Regions from separate parts of the Sus scrofa genome. Here all the other regions are linked to region 1. A link is a contact called in public Hi-C and HiChIP or PLAC-seq data. All regions are on one chromosome and are shown on one strand. Each heading gives the region's core, a stretch centred on a gene start, on an enhancer-like site or on the middle of the called end of the contact. The rest is flanking DNA. Distances are from core to core; before and after follow the strand shown.

What was found. A called contact is a pair of places that touch in the nucleus more often than the background predicts. HiChIP or PLAC-seq counts read pairs in DNA pulled down with a chosen protein or histone mark.
Region 2: an H3K27ac HiChIP or PLAC-seq map of alveolar macrophages shows a contact between it and region 1. The contact joins the promoter of PLOD3 here to the promoter of AP1S1 in region 1. A contact is called at or near these places in 3 of 47 Hi-C or Micro-C datasets (alveolar macrophages, heart right ventricle and liver) and 1 of 2 datasets of contacts at active chromatin or transcription factors (alveolar macrophages).
Region 3: a contact with region 1 is called in a Hi-C map of skeletal muscle, with 2.9 times the contacts expected there. The contact joins the promoter of TRIM56 here to the promoter of AP1S1 in region 1. A contact is called at or near these places in 2 of 5 promoter capture datasets (fetal liver and liver), 22 of 47 Hi-C or Micro-C datasets (alveolar macrophages, blood, brain and 12 more) and 2 of 2 datasets of contacts at active chromatin or transcription factors (alveolar macrophages and skeletal muscle).

Annotation. Positions count from the first base shown.
Region 1 is chr3:8,879,281-8,883,817 of Sscrofa11.1, reverse strand. It overlaps AP1S1 (AP-1 complex subunit sigma-1A), which reads right to left and starts at 2,825. Exons shown (of 5, transcript XM_021086258.1): 1 at 2,687-2,825; 2 at 734-912; 3 at 38-146. The coding sequence starts at 2,689. LOC110259888 (a long non-coding RNA gene) reads left to right here and starts at 2,054. Exons shown (of 4, transcript XR_002342304.1): 1 at 2,054-2,183.
Region 2 is chr3:8,917,391-8,921,639 of Sscrofa11.1, reverse strand. It overlaps PLOD3 (procollagen-lysine,2-oxoglutarate 5-dioxygenase 3), which reads left to right and starts at 2,115. Exons shown (of 19, transcript XM_021086261.1): 1 at 2,115-3,051; 2 at 3,424-3,515; 3 at 3,681-3,817; 4 at 3,919-4,082; 5 at 4,210-4,249. The coding sequence starts at 2,940. It overlaps ZNHIT1 (zinc finger HIT domain-containing protein 1), which reads right to left and starts at 2,767. Exons shown (of 5, transcript XM_021086262.1): 1 at 1,961-2,767. The coding sequence starts at 1,982.
Region 3 is chr3:8,832,333-8,836,936 of Sscrofa11.1, reverse strand. TRIM56 (E3 ubiquitin-protein ligase TRIM56) reads right to left here and starts at 2,677. Exons shown (of 2, transcript XM_021086256.1): 1 at 2,503-2,677; 2 at 1-1,462. The coding sequence starts at 1,461.

The DNA.
Region 1 (4,537 bases), core at 1,576-4,075:
GGGCTGGCTGGAAACTGTGGTGGGTGGGGAGACTTACACTGCCGAAGTATTTGTCCAGGAGCTCCACGTATCGATGGATCAGCTCCAGTGTGATGAGCTCATTGTCTTGGCCCTCGATGGCACAGCAGAAGTAGAGGCTGGCGTATCTGAGGACAGGGGCACATGAGGGATGGCTGGAAGGGCTGCTGGGTTGGCTTCAGGACCCAGACCTCCCATTTTCCCTCATTCCCAGTGTGCGCCCCTATAGCACACTGGCGAGGTGGGGCCAGGGTATGCACATAGCAATTCCCTCAGCCTCTCAGATCCTCTCACAAACGCAGGCAAAGACGCAAGCTCTTCCCCTCTTGCCCTCTGACCTGTTCAGTTTGACTCAGCAAAAACCTGAGCCAACGAATCCACCTGCTCTGAGAAGGAACTGGAAAGGGTGTGTGTGCCTGTGCCTGTGTGTTGGGAAAGTGGCACAGTATCTAGGAGGCTGCAAGGGACGTGCCCAACAGACAAGACCGGACCTTTAGGACAGAGGGAGGTGCATGAAATAGGTGTCAGGTTGGACAAAACCAAAAGGGAACCAGAATTTCAGTCAAGGTGGCTGGAGTTCACCACTGGCCTCCAGAGGTCCTTAGCTCTCAGCTCTCCCTGATCTAAGGACTGCTTATTTCTCAGCCATGTGAACCCATAGCCAGACCCCAATCAAGCAGGAAACAGGTGGGACTGAGAGCAGGTGGGAAGTCACCTCTTATAGACGACTTTGAGGTCCCTCCACTCGAGGAAGCTGCACATCTTGGGCTTGCGAGCCAGAACAACCTGCATGAGCTCCCGAACCATCTTCTTTCGCTCCTTGTCTGATGTGGCCAGGTACCATTTTTGCAGCCGCAGCTTTCCCTGCCGGCTGAACAGCAGCATGAATCGCATCTGGGGGTGGAGGGGGAGAGTCAGAGCAGAAGGTCAGAGATTTGGTTCTCTGAGCTTGTTTCCTCCATAACTACGCAGCCCCAAACTCATCCCAACTAACGGTTCTACTCACAGCTCCTTTCTCCAACATGTCAGCCCTTGCTGTCAAGCCTAGGTGCTTCCACTAGCAGGTGTCAGAGCTTCTGAGTCTCTTATTCGGGTTCAAATCCTGGCTCCACTAGTTGAGTACTTTGCCTTGGGCAATTACTTTATGTCTCTGGGCTTCAGCTTCTTGGTGTGTAAGGTGAAAATAATAAAAGTCCCTACCTTACACAGTTGTTGAATGGGATGAAGAGAGTTGATAAATGACACAGTGCCCGGCAGGAAATGAGCACGTTAACACCTTAGGTGTTATTATTATTCCCTGATCTTCTGTTTCCTAATCATGTTTTCCAAAAGTGGGTAAAATGCTAGCACAGTGACAAGTAGCCTGTAGCTGAAATCAGGTATCTCATCCCTCGAGAAGCTACCTCAGTTCAACACCCCATCCCAGCCAGATACCCTAGCTGATGTCCCCAACACACTGCCCGCCAGTGCCAGGCCTATGCCCCAGGGTCTCCTTCATGTCAGCACATGATTCCACCCTCCTCTCTCCTCAGCCACCCAGGCATTTGGCCTCTGAGATTCCTCTTTTCTTCCTTTCAGGGTGCCACCTGCTACAACGCCCACACCTCCCCAGATACCAGGTGACCAATTTCCCTTCCAGTTCCTCAGTTTGGACACAGCCATTCAGAGTGGCTCCCCTAGGGAATGTTGTGGAACAAGTGCAAGAGGGTGGAGTGGGGAAGAGTGCAGAACCCTCGACCCCGTAAACCCCGCAAACCCCGCCGGCAGCTTCCCAGTTCCAGGGGTCTGGGTCACACCTGGAGTCATCTCCCTCACCCACTAGCTCTTGTCTCCGTGTACATTCCCAGGGCCGGAATCCTGGGGATGTGGAACAACACTAGCAGGCTAAAGATCAGAATTCAAGAGAACCGATTTTTTTTTTTTGCTGGCAGGGAAGGGGTAGCACTGCTAGCGTGGTGGGAGGGCCACGGAGGGGCTGAAGGGAGCCGTGCTCCGCTAAGATGGGGGGTGGGCCGGGCAGCAGGAAGACGGAAGGCCTGGGTTCCGGAAAGAGGATGAGGTGGGGGCGGAGAGGCCAGAGCACGCGAGCCGAGGAGCCAAAAGCTGGGTCCCCGAGAGCAAAACCTCGAGACCACTTGGCTTTCCCACCTCACTCCAGCCTCTAGGTGAGCAGGGCGGCAAACCGCGGCAGGACGTCCCCTCGTCACACCCGGAAACTATCCCCTCCCACACACACGGCCCTCCCCGCCGGCGGCCGCCGCTTCTCTGTGGGCTGCACGGGTACAGTCAGTCTGGGTGACCCGAGACCCCCCTCTGCCTTCCTCCTCCGACAGGCCCCGGTGCCGCTCTTCCTCAGGCGACTTCCCTGTGGCAGGGCTCGGGACCACTGGGTTCGCGACCCGCGCGTTCCCGCTCGCCCGGGCCAGTCCCGCCGCCCCCTAGTCACCCTCTCACCCCACAAATGTGCCCCCTCCCCGCCCCTTTGCCCTTAAGCCATTTCCAGCTGCTCTTCCTTTCGAGGCCGGCTGGCCCACCCGTCCGGATAAGTAAAGGCCTCTGAGGACCGGAGGGAAGGAAACGGCTCACACAGAGGGCGGCCCCCCAGGACCCCCGCAGGTGCAGCCCACGCCCCTCGGTTCCCCCTCCCCTCCCTCTTTGCACAGCCTACCATCCTGCAGCCTCCGGCCCTGCGCGTCCCTCTTCAGCCACCGTAGGCGCCAGCTCCACTCCCTTTCAGATCCCTTCGCCTCCTTCCCTCCCTCACGCTTGAAGCCCCGCCCCGTCCGCCCCGGCACGGAGAACCCATGCGATGCGTACTGCGCAGGCGCCAACGCTGCAGGGCGCGCAGGCGGGGCTGGGGGGCGGAGAAGCGGAAGCCATGGCAACCAGGTCCTCGACTTCAGCTTTGATTAGCTCTGTCGTCATGGTAACAAGGCTGTCTTGTGGGCTGGTTGGAGGACGGGGGAGGAGGACAATGAGGTCCTCGCGCTTTGGAACCTTGGGGGGAAAAGGCGGGAAAAGGGGTGAGAGATGGGTGAGATGACCGCTGGAGTTCATGAGGAAGTAGGGTGGTTTAATGGAAGGGGCGTGGGCGACTGAGAGGGAACAAGGTGGGAACTGTCTGTGGGGAAGGAAGAATGATGAGAAAGGCGAAGACAAAGGGTGGGGGGGGCAAGCTTGAGAAAAGTATGGAGCTCAAAATAGATATCTACTGAGAACCTGCTAGATGCAACACTCAAAGTAAGAGAGATTTGTAGGTAATGAGAGAGACCAGAAATAAAAGAAAAAGGAGGGGCTGATAGAAAACTGATGTAAGGAAGAGGGGGAGCATGAATTAAGGCAAAAGAGGAAGAAGTCGAGAAAATTTTAAAAGGTTAGCATAAATCAAAGCTAGGAAAGGGTCAGTTGTAACCCAGACACAAGTGTAAAGATGAGAATTGTCATACAAGCTTTTTGGCTGAGGATGTGCATGTTTGAGTGTGTATGCTTGTGTGTGTAAAGGAGTTTGCATATAAATAGGTAAGAAAATCTCAAACTTGCTGAAAAAATGGCATATTTCTAGATAATTCTTGGAAATTAATGGTGCTATTACTTATGAGCAGCACTTGAAGCAGTTGTTGGTAAGGTCCTACCTGTCTCCACTTTGTATTCTTTTTCCTTTACTCTTTGTTATGGAGGTAATATGCTTTAGTTGCCAGAGGGTGGGCCTAATTCACCTGGGATGCAATCTGGTCTCTGATTCTTATTTGATGTATAGTCTCAAGTGGGTCATTTGGGGGGGGGTACTGCTCTCACAGCATGCAGATGTGCCCAGGCCAGGTAATCCAACCCTCGCCACAGCAGAGATCCAAGCCACCAGATCCTTAACCCTCTAGGCCACCAGGGAACTCCTCAAGTGGATCATTTAACCCTCCTTTCCTCATTTTAAAAACGAAGATAGCATTACCTACCCTGCAAGTCTGATTTCAGGCTGTATATATCTGACACACTGTAAACACCTGATTTGGGTAGGGATTACGACTATTTGCTTTTTCCACCCTCTTCCTTCTACTATTTTTTCTTCCTTTCTTTTTCTTTTCCCTTTCTCCTCTGCCTGTATCATAGTCTTGCCAACGATGTCGGCTGAACTCTCTTGGTGTTATTTTTTAGGTCAAGAATTATATCAATAAAGCAAGGTGTTAGTGTTAGAAAGGGTAAATCGTTATGGAGTGAGAAGAAGGGATGGGATCGGGTAAGAAGGGCAGAGGACAAGACAATACAGTGTGCTCATGGGGGAGAGGAGAAGGTTGTATATAAAAAAGTAACGGTTGGAGTTCCCGTCGTGGCTCAGTGGTTAATGAATCCAACTAGGAACCATGAGGTTGAGGGTCCGAGCCCTGGCCTTGCCCAGTGGGTTAAGGATCCGGCGTTGCCACAAGCTGTGGTGTAGGTCACAGACAAGGCTCTGATCCCGTGTTGCGGTGGCTCTGGTGTAGGCCGGCAGCTACAGCTCCAATTCGACCCCTGGCCTGGGAACCTC
Region 2 (4,249 bases), core at 866-3,365, 39 kb before region 1:
CATGAGAGAAGGCCTGGAGGAAAGACTGCAGTGCCTTCAATACATTTTTAAAAGTTCTACATGGATGGTATATAAACTGTGATGGGGGGGTGGGGTGGGCATGGATATGAAGTCATGCAGACCATTAAGAATCTTATCTTTGGAGTTCCAATCGTGGCTCAGTGGAAATGAATCTGACTGGTAACCATGAGGATGCAGGTTCGATCCCTGGCTTCACTCAGTGAGTTAAGGTTCCGGTGTTGCCATGAGCTGTGGTGTAGGTCGCAGACTTGGCTCGGATCTGGTGTTGCTATGGCTGTGGCATAGGCCAGTGACTACAGCTCTGATTCGACCCCTAGCCTGGGAACTTCCATATGCTGTGGGTGTGGCCCTAAAAAGACAAAAAAAAAAAATCTTGTCTTTAAGTATCTAAAGAAATTTGGATTTGGGGATTTTATGTTCAGGGATGGAGATTCAGTGAAGGGTTTTAAGATGACATGATTGGATTTATTACCAGGCAATCAGGCAGAGTGTTCTGATCCTCATCTTTTTTTATCCAGACTACTCAACAGCTTCCTAACCGGCCTTCCAATCTCTAGACCTGCCTTATACAATAAAGTAGCCACCCATCACATGAGGTTATTTAAATTTAGAGGGAGATTAACTAAGATTACACACATAAAAAATTTTTGGCCCTGCCCACAGCACATGAAGGTTCCCAGGCCAGGGATCGAACGCCCACCATAGCAGTGAACCAAGCCACAACAGCAACCATGCTGGATCCTTAACCCACCAGGCCACAGGGGAACTCTCAAGATAACATAAAATTTTAAATTCAGTTCCTCAATCCTATTAGCCACATTTCAGGTGCTTAATAGCCACATGTGGCCATTGGCTGCCGTACTGAACAGTGCTGTTAGGAACATTCCCATCGTCCCAGAAACTTCTACAGGCAGGGCTGCTCTAGGCCCTCCAGTCCATCCTCCCTTGTTGAAGCCAGACTGCTTTCTAGGAGGTAAATTTGTTTTGGTCACCGCACTCTGCGTTAAAAGCCCTTGATGAGGAGTTCCCGTCCTGGTGCAGTGGTTACTGGATCCGACTAGGAACCATGAGGTTGCGGGTTCGATTCCTGCCCTTGCTCAGTGGGTTAACCATCCGGCATTGCCGTGAGCTGTGGTGTAGGTTACAGACGCGGCTCGGATCCTGCGTTGCTGTGGCTCTGGCGTAGGTTGGCAGCTACAGCTCCGATTAGACCCCTAGCCTGGGAACCTCCATATGCTGCAGGAGCGGCCCAAGAAATGGCAAAAAAGACAAAAAAAAAAAAAAAAAAAAAAAAAAAAAACAACGCCCTTGATGGCTGTCCACCGCCCTCTCCACAGAGTTTAAATTCTTCGGCAGTGTATATAATGCTTTTGAAGGGTAACCCTCCCTAGCCTTTCCACAGCCTCTCTCCTCCGCAAGCCCTACGCCCTGAGCTATGCTTTCTAAGCGTTTCTTTTCACATGGTCTCCTACCTTGGCACGTGCGGTTCCCGCTGCGGAGAATGAGTCCCCACGCACCCGCACTGAGCGAAACCGTAACTTTCAAGACTCGGTCCAAGCGTTTTCTTTCTGTCCAAGCCTTCCAGGTCCCCCCTTCCCAGAAGCTGGGTTGGATACCACTCCTCCCTGTGCCCAGGCGTTTTGCATCCCTCTACCAGAGCATGTTTCACCTTGAAATACAATGGCAGGTCTGCGTGTCTGCCCTGCTCTTAGAAAGCCAGTTCCTTGGAATGTTAAGGATCTTTTTCCTTTCTCCATCCCCAACGCGCGGCTTACAGCAGGTGTGACTAAAACGTGACTGGATAGTTTAGGGGGCTGCCCCAAAGTCAGGGCCCGAGAGCCGAGGGAGGGATTTCAGACTAATAACTGAATGAGGAAATCCTAGACCAGGTTCGTTTTTGAGAGGAGGCTAGGGGACCAACAGCTGGGGGCTCACCTACCCGAAGTTTTCTTCTCCACCATTGCCACAACACAGCTGACGTAAGAGCCTTCTGCGCTTGCGTGCTAAAGGGTACCAGTCTTCCGGCGGCGTGTGCTCCTGCGCGTGCGCAGAGCAATTCCACCGCTCTGACTCATTACGTGCTGTTCCCTTGGAGACGAGAAAGCTTTCCGCCATATTTTGTACGGGCAAAACTACTTCTGGCCTCTGTAGCTGTTATTTTGCTGGACCCCCGAAACGGATCATTTTAAAGAGGTGGTGCCAGTGATCTTTCAAGAAACGTCATATTCTTTTGGTCCTTCTGAAGATACAAAGTCTGTCCCTGGAACTTCTCCCCTGGGCAGTAGAGAGGATGAGCTGGACTACCGAAGAAAATGGGCAGGCTCGAGTGGGCGATCCCAGAGTTCCCAGTGACCCTCTGCCAAAATCGCAACCCCCAGTTCCCCTGGGGCCGCAGACTCCTGGGCCTTCTTCCTCCCAGCTGCTCTCCTCGCTCCGCGCGACCCCACCGTCTCTCTCTCTCCCGGTCTTCCGCCCGGCTGCTCTAGTCAGGGCTGTGGCAAAGACCCGCCTCCGCGTCCTGCCGGACCCGCAAAGGGTCACTTCCCCTCTCCGCGTTTCAGTTTCCTCAAGTGTTAGGCGGGCTGTGGGGCCAACGGGCTCCAAAAGTCTTCGTCTTAGGATCGCGGGCCCCAGCCGCCACCCTTCCACCGCGTCTGGGCCGGTCGCCCCCTCCGTTCGTTCAGCTCCGCCAGCGCCCCGAGACAATTCTCGCCTTGTCTAGGGCGCCGGCATCTCGAGTTTTCTGTAACCTTCGGCTACGCCTTTTTTCCAGGGCGGAGCCCCAACACGGCTCCTCCTTGCAGCGGGCCGCACAGCAGCCCCGGTCCTTTTTCCCAGAGCCCCTCTCCGGAGTTGGGATCCAGGCGCACAGCCCGAGCTGCCTGCCGGCCTGTGTGCCCCTCGGCTCTCTCCACGCCATGGCCTCGGGCCCGGGACTCCGGCTCCTGCTGCTCCCGCTGCTGGTGCTGTCGCCTCCTCCTGCGGCCTCGGCCTCAGATCGCCCCCGGGGTAGCGACCCCGTCAACCCAGGTGAGAACCGCGGGAGGGCCAGGTGACTCTGGGCTGACGTGTCTGCCAGCGGAGACTAGGGAGAGGGTCTAGGCCGGCCTCTCCCACGCGCAGCGCGGTCTCTAGGGCAGAATCACATGGCCCCTCGCCCACTCCTCACTCTGAACTGAGGTTTCCAGCCTTCCCACGCGAACTGACCGGGAATTTCTGGGTGTCATTCCATCCTGCTCTCACTGGGGTGAAGTTTCCCTCGGTTTGGAAGAGTTTAGGAGGGAATGGGGAAAAAGAGGTAAGGGACAGGAACAGAGTCAGGAAGGGGAAGGAGGGCAGCAGTGTGCGGAGTGCTTGAGCTGGGCAAGTGGGTCCAGAGTGCCAATTCCTGGCTGGTGACAGATAAACTGCTGGTGATCACCGTGGCCACGGCCGAGACAGAGGGATACCGGCGTTTCCTGCGATCAGCAGAGTTTTTCAACTACACTGTGCGGGTAAGGAGAGAGACACCCCTAGAAGCGGTGGAGGTGGGGTCCAGCCAAAGAGTGACGGAGGGCTGGATGCCTGGGACCCCACGGTGAGCCTGGTCAGAGTGTTGGGACACCACCCCCGCCCCAGCTGGCTGAGCTTCCCCCTGGCATTCTGGGTCTCTCCTACAGACCCTGGGCTTGGGAGAGGAGTGGCGAGGGGGTGATGTAGCCCGAACAGTTGGTGGAGGACAGAAGGTCAGGTGGCTAAAGAAAGAAATGGAGAAATATGCAGACCGGGAGGATATGGTCATCATGTTTGTGGACAGGTAAAGGGCTGGGGAGAAAGCAGAGGGGCGGGTAGAAGGAGGGGCTGAGGATACTGGGGTTCCTAGCAGCTGTCCTGTTCATCCTCCCCTTCCTTCCCCAGCTATGATGTGCTTCTGGCTGGCAGCCCCTCGGAGCTGCTGAAGAAGTTTGTCCAGAGTGGCAGCCGCCTGCTCTTCTCTGCGGAGGGCTTCTGCTGGCCCGAGTGGGGGCTGGCAGAGCAGTACCCTGAGGTGGGCACGGGGAAGCGCTTCCTCAACTCTGGTGGTGAGTGGCAGAGTGTCCAAGAGCCGGGGGACATGGAGTGTTCCAGGAACCTGAGGGCCGGAGAGGGAGTGGGGACAGGTCCTGGGAGCCTGGGAGCCTTGGAGGCAGCACCTCCCCTCCCCTGCAGGATTCATTGGCTTCGCCCCCGTGATCCACCAAATCGTCCG
Region 3 (4,604 bases), core at 1,428-3,927, 47 kb after region 1:
GAGGCCAGAGCCCTCCAGGTTTGGCCCTGGTGCTGGGCTGGGCTCCCGGGAAACTGACTTGAGCCCACCTTTGAATTTCCTCTTCTTGTTGGATCTGCCGCCCTTTGGGGTCTGAGCGCCTCTGTCTTCCTGGGGTGTCTGGGCTCTGCTCTCTTTCGGGGTCTGGGCCCCATCTTCTCGGGGAGTCTCGGTTCTCTCCACCTTTGGAGTCTGGAACCCATCTTCTTGGGGCGTCTGCGCTCTGTCCTGCTTTGGGGTCTCGGCTCCATCCCTGCCCTTGGGCTGGGTCTCATCACCTCCCTGGCTTCCGGCTCCATCTTTCCCACTGTCCTTCTGGGGCTGCTGCTCCTCAAAGGAGAGCCTCAGCAGGTGGCAGTTCTTGTCCAGGAGCCCGGGATGGAGCTCCAGCTGGGGCAGCAGGCAGGGGGCTGGCCCAGGCGTCCAGGGACAATCCTGCAGCTGCCGGAGCCTCTGGGCAATCGCCCCCTCCAGCGAGAGTATCTCGGCCTCTCGACCTAGGCTGAGCACCCTACGGGCAAAGGCGACCGCCTCCCTGGCCACCTGCTCCCGGCCCTCCAGCTGCCCCAGCCTCTCCCGAGCAGCCTCCTCAGCAGCCTCCACGTGGCCCCGTAGCTGCCCCAGCACCTCCTGCTTCTGGGCCAGGAGGGCCCGGAGGACCCTCTCGGCCGCCTCCTCCACCTGCATCCCTACCCTGGTGGCCTGTTCCCGTAGCCGGGCCAAAGCTTCTTTTTCGGCCATCCGTGTGGCCTCCAGCTCAGCCAGGTTGTTGTCCACACCGGCCAGCAGCTCCTCGAGGCCTGGCTTCCGGGCACGTACCGCCTCGGCCAGGGGCAAGCAGGGGTGGTCCAGGTGGGGGTCCAGGCGGCACTCACGGCATAGCAGCTGGGAGCAGGGCTGGCACAGGAAGCGCAGGGCCTCCCCCGGGTGCTGGGGACACTGGGCCGCCTGGCGCTCCCGGGCCTCCTCGTCGTACCACCCTGCCCTGTAGCCCACCAGGTCCACCACTCGGTGGCTGTGGGTCTGCCGGGTGCAGCGGTGCCCGTCGGCACAGGCCTGGCACAAGTCGTCGGCGCAGTCCAGGCACCGGGCTGTGGCCGGTCCCCCAGTGCTGGCGCCTCCCATCAGGGGGCACAGTGCGCAGGCGGGCTTCCCTGCACGCAGGTCTCCACCAGCCCGGGCCTTCACCAAATCCAGGAGCCCGTTGACAAAGAAGTTGGTCTTGAAGGCAGCCACGCCCGCGGGAGGCACGGGTACGGACTCGCGGCACTCGGGGCATCGGAGGTGGCCGCCCTTGGCCAGCTGGGCCAGGCAATCCTGGCAGTAGGTGTGCAGACAGGGCAACGTTTTGGGCACCCGTAGCTGCTCCAGGCAGATTTTACAGGCCAGGAAGTCGCTGCTCAGGGCCTCCAGCAGGGAGGGTGAGGAGCCCTGGGAAACCATCCTGCAAGCGAGGGGTCAGGTCAGAGGGTGGAGGTCGCCTCCACGGGGCCTCCCGCCTGCCGTCCCGCCTCTCCTCCATCCTCAAGCCCTGCCAGGTCTGGGGAGGCCTCACCTGAATGGCTGGGGATTTTCTTCTGGTCTCCTGAGCTAAAGAGACGCCTCCCTCCTTCCCGCAGACATTCAGCAAATGTGAAAAAGGAAAGGCCGCTGCGGTGTGTCAGGCCCTGCGAGATAGGACAAGACCAAGAAGCAGGGACTTAGGGAGCTGATGGTGAAATGATCAGGGCTCCCGTGGACAGGCTTTGTGTCGTGTGGGGTGTGAGCCCCGGGTGAATAGTTCCTAGTGCTCCTGCAGGGGGTGGGACGCTGGGTGGGGCGGCGGGCAGAGAAGACACAGCCCGAGGGTCCAGGTGGGCAGGGTCACCTTGACTCCTGGCAGATGGGGCACTCCAAAGGGCTCCGATGCCCACAACCCCATACACCTGCCTCCTGGAGCCTGGTAGCAGCATCGAGGGGAGTGGGGACCCCTCTTTCTGCCCTGACCATCCAGAAAAGGATTCTGGAGCAGGCAGAGCGACGCCTGAAGGGAAGAGGCATCCTTCCAGCTCCTCAAACTCTAGACGTCACCATAACCTCTGCCCCATCTCCTCGAGCCCATTTCTTTCAGCCTTTCCTGCTGCAAGAGGCCTCCTGCTTTCCTAGAAGCTTCTGGAGGGTCAGAGTCACCGAGTCACGTGAGGTTCGTCTGTGAAAGCCCCCAGCTCCGCGCACAGTGGCTGTGAAATACTCGATAAGGACCCTTGGGGGATTCCCCCGAACTTCCAGAGAGCAAGGGCCGAGAGGAAGCTCAGAGAGTGGGAGGGCGCCGTCCCGGGGAGGCCCGGAGCGGGGGAAGGCGGGGGTGCTCCAGCCCGCCTCTCCTCTCCTCCCGCCTTCTGGGTCCCTCTCCCGCCGCCCTTCCTCTCCCGCCCGCGCTCTCCCTTCCCCCCACTGCCTCCAGTTCAGCGGACCCTTCAGCCGCCCCCCGAGCGCCCTCCTTACCCAGCCTGAGCTGACCCTGGGCTCCAGGACCCGGACTGGGGGTCCCGAGGTCCGACGCTGCGGTGGCTGGGCTCCTGCAAGAGAAACAAAACTGAAACTAATTGTACTTCTGCAACTTCCGTCCCAGGCCCGGGACACCGACCAGCAGCGCCGCAGGCCCCGCCTTCTTCCCTACCCCGGCCGGGACCTCTTCCTCGGGGCCTCCACCCACTGCAGGGCACAGCCCCCGCCCGCCGGCTCCTCCGCCGAGCCTCCAGGTCCAGGTCCGCTCTTTGCGGCTGGAGTTGCCGAGGTCGGCCTGTCAGTGGAGCCTCAGGATTTGCTCAGCCTGCAAAGTGTGTTTGTTGAAGTGTGTTTGTCGCCAGTGCAGGGGAGTTGCCTGACGATGCGTCCTCTGAGGGAAGAGATTAGAGATCACGGGTGATTCAGAGACCGAGGGTAACCAGAGCCCCGTCGTCAGGCCAGGTTCCAGGGCGGCAGCATATCTGCACATCCAGTCCTGGGTGAGGCCCTTGATACCATAAATCTTTGCGGAGATAGGCAAGGGGCTGTGGGAACCAGATAAGGGGGCAGCAAAGGCTTCCTGGAGGGAGGGTGAGTCAGAAAAGTATAGACGGGTCAGGGATCCCTGGAGAAAAACGCAGGGAAGGGCATTCCAGGAATCGGGAACAGCAAGTCGGTGAGCTCAGAGGAATGAAATTCCCTGACTCTGCTGGGGGCTCCAAGTAATTCAGAATGGTTTGTGGCAAGGGGACATGTGAGTGGTAGCAGATGAGGTTACAGGGGGAGGCAGCGGCCAGATCATAGAGAGGGCCTTTTTCTTTTTCTTTCTCCTTTCTTTTTAGAGCCACACCTACTTCATATGGAAATTTCTAGGCTAGGGGTCAAATAGGAGTTGCAGCTGCCGGCCACAGCCACAGCAACTCAGGATCCAAGGCATGTCTGCACCCTACCCATAGCTCGTGACAACGATGGATACTTATCCCACCGATCGAGGCCAGGGATCGAACCCACATCCTCAAGGAGGCTAGTCAGGTTCGTTACCGCGGAGCTACAATGGAAACAGCAGGCCTTATGTTCTACATGAAGGAGTCTGAGTTTTATCCAAAAAGCCAAAAGAAACCACTGCAGGCTGTTTCCCTCAATATCTTATGAAAAACTTGAAGCACAGAGAAGTTGAAAGAATTGCACTGAACAGTCCTATACCCACCCTTTGGATTCTACAGTTAACCTCTTACTTGATTCATCACCTGCCTTCCTATGCATCCTTTTACCCAGTGAAGAGATGTCAGGAGGAAGCAGAACCGGTGAGAACTTTGCAGCTGCCCTGAGCATAGAGGGGAGCCCGACTATAGGGCCAGGTGAGAAGCAGAGGGGTCTGAGCTGACACAGCAGCACTAGGAGCAGAGGGGATGGTGGCTGTGAGCGGTTGTTGGAGGCAAAAGAAGCTGTGGGTCTTGTGAGTGGTCCCGGGGGAGGGAGGTGCCTGAAGGAAGGTAGGATTGTCCTTCAGGTTTCGCAGGTCTGGAAGTCAGGAGGAAGGACTCAGCTGGACTTTTCCATACTTTGCCAATGTATCTGTGGGGTGTTTCTTTGTTTGTTTGTTTTCTCCTTTTAAGGATGGAAGTTGCTGGGCTAAGGGTCCAATTGGAGCTGCAGCTGCCGGCCTACACCACAGCCACAGCAATGCCAGATCTGAGCCGCATCTGTGACCTATGCCGCAACTTGTGGCAATGCCACTGGATCCTGAACCCACTGAGGGAAGCCAGGGGTTGAACCCGTATCCTCATGAATACTAGTCGTGTGCTTTACCTGCTGAGCCACAACAGGAACTCCCAATGTGTGTGTGATTTTGATGAATTCACCCTACAGTGTCCAAAGTGAGAAGAGCAGCGCCAAGATGGCACCGTGGGGAACAATGACATTTAAGGGCAAGTGGGGGAGGGGCTGGGGCGTGAAGGAGGCTGCGAGGTGCTTCCAGAGACGGAGGTGGAAATCCATGCGAAAGAAAGTCCCTAGAGGAGTTCCCGTCGTGGCGCAGTGGTTAACGAATCCGACTAGGAACCATGAGGTTGCGGGTTCGATCCCTGCCCTTGCTCAGT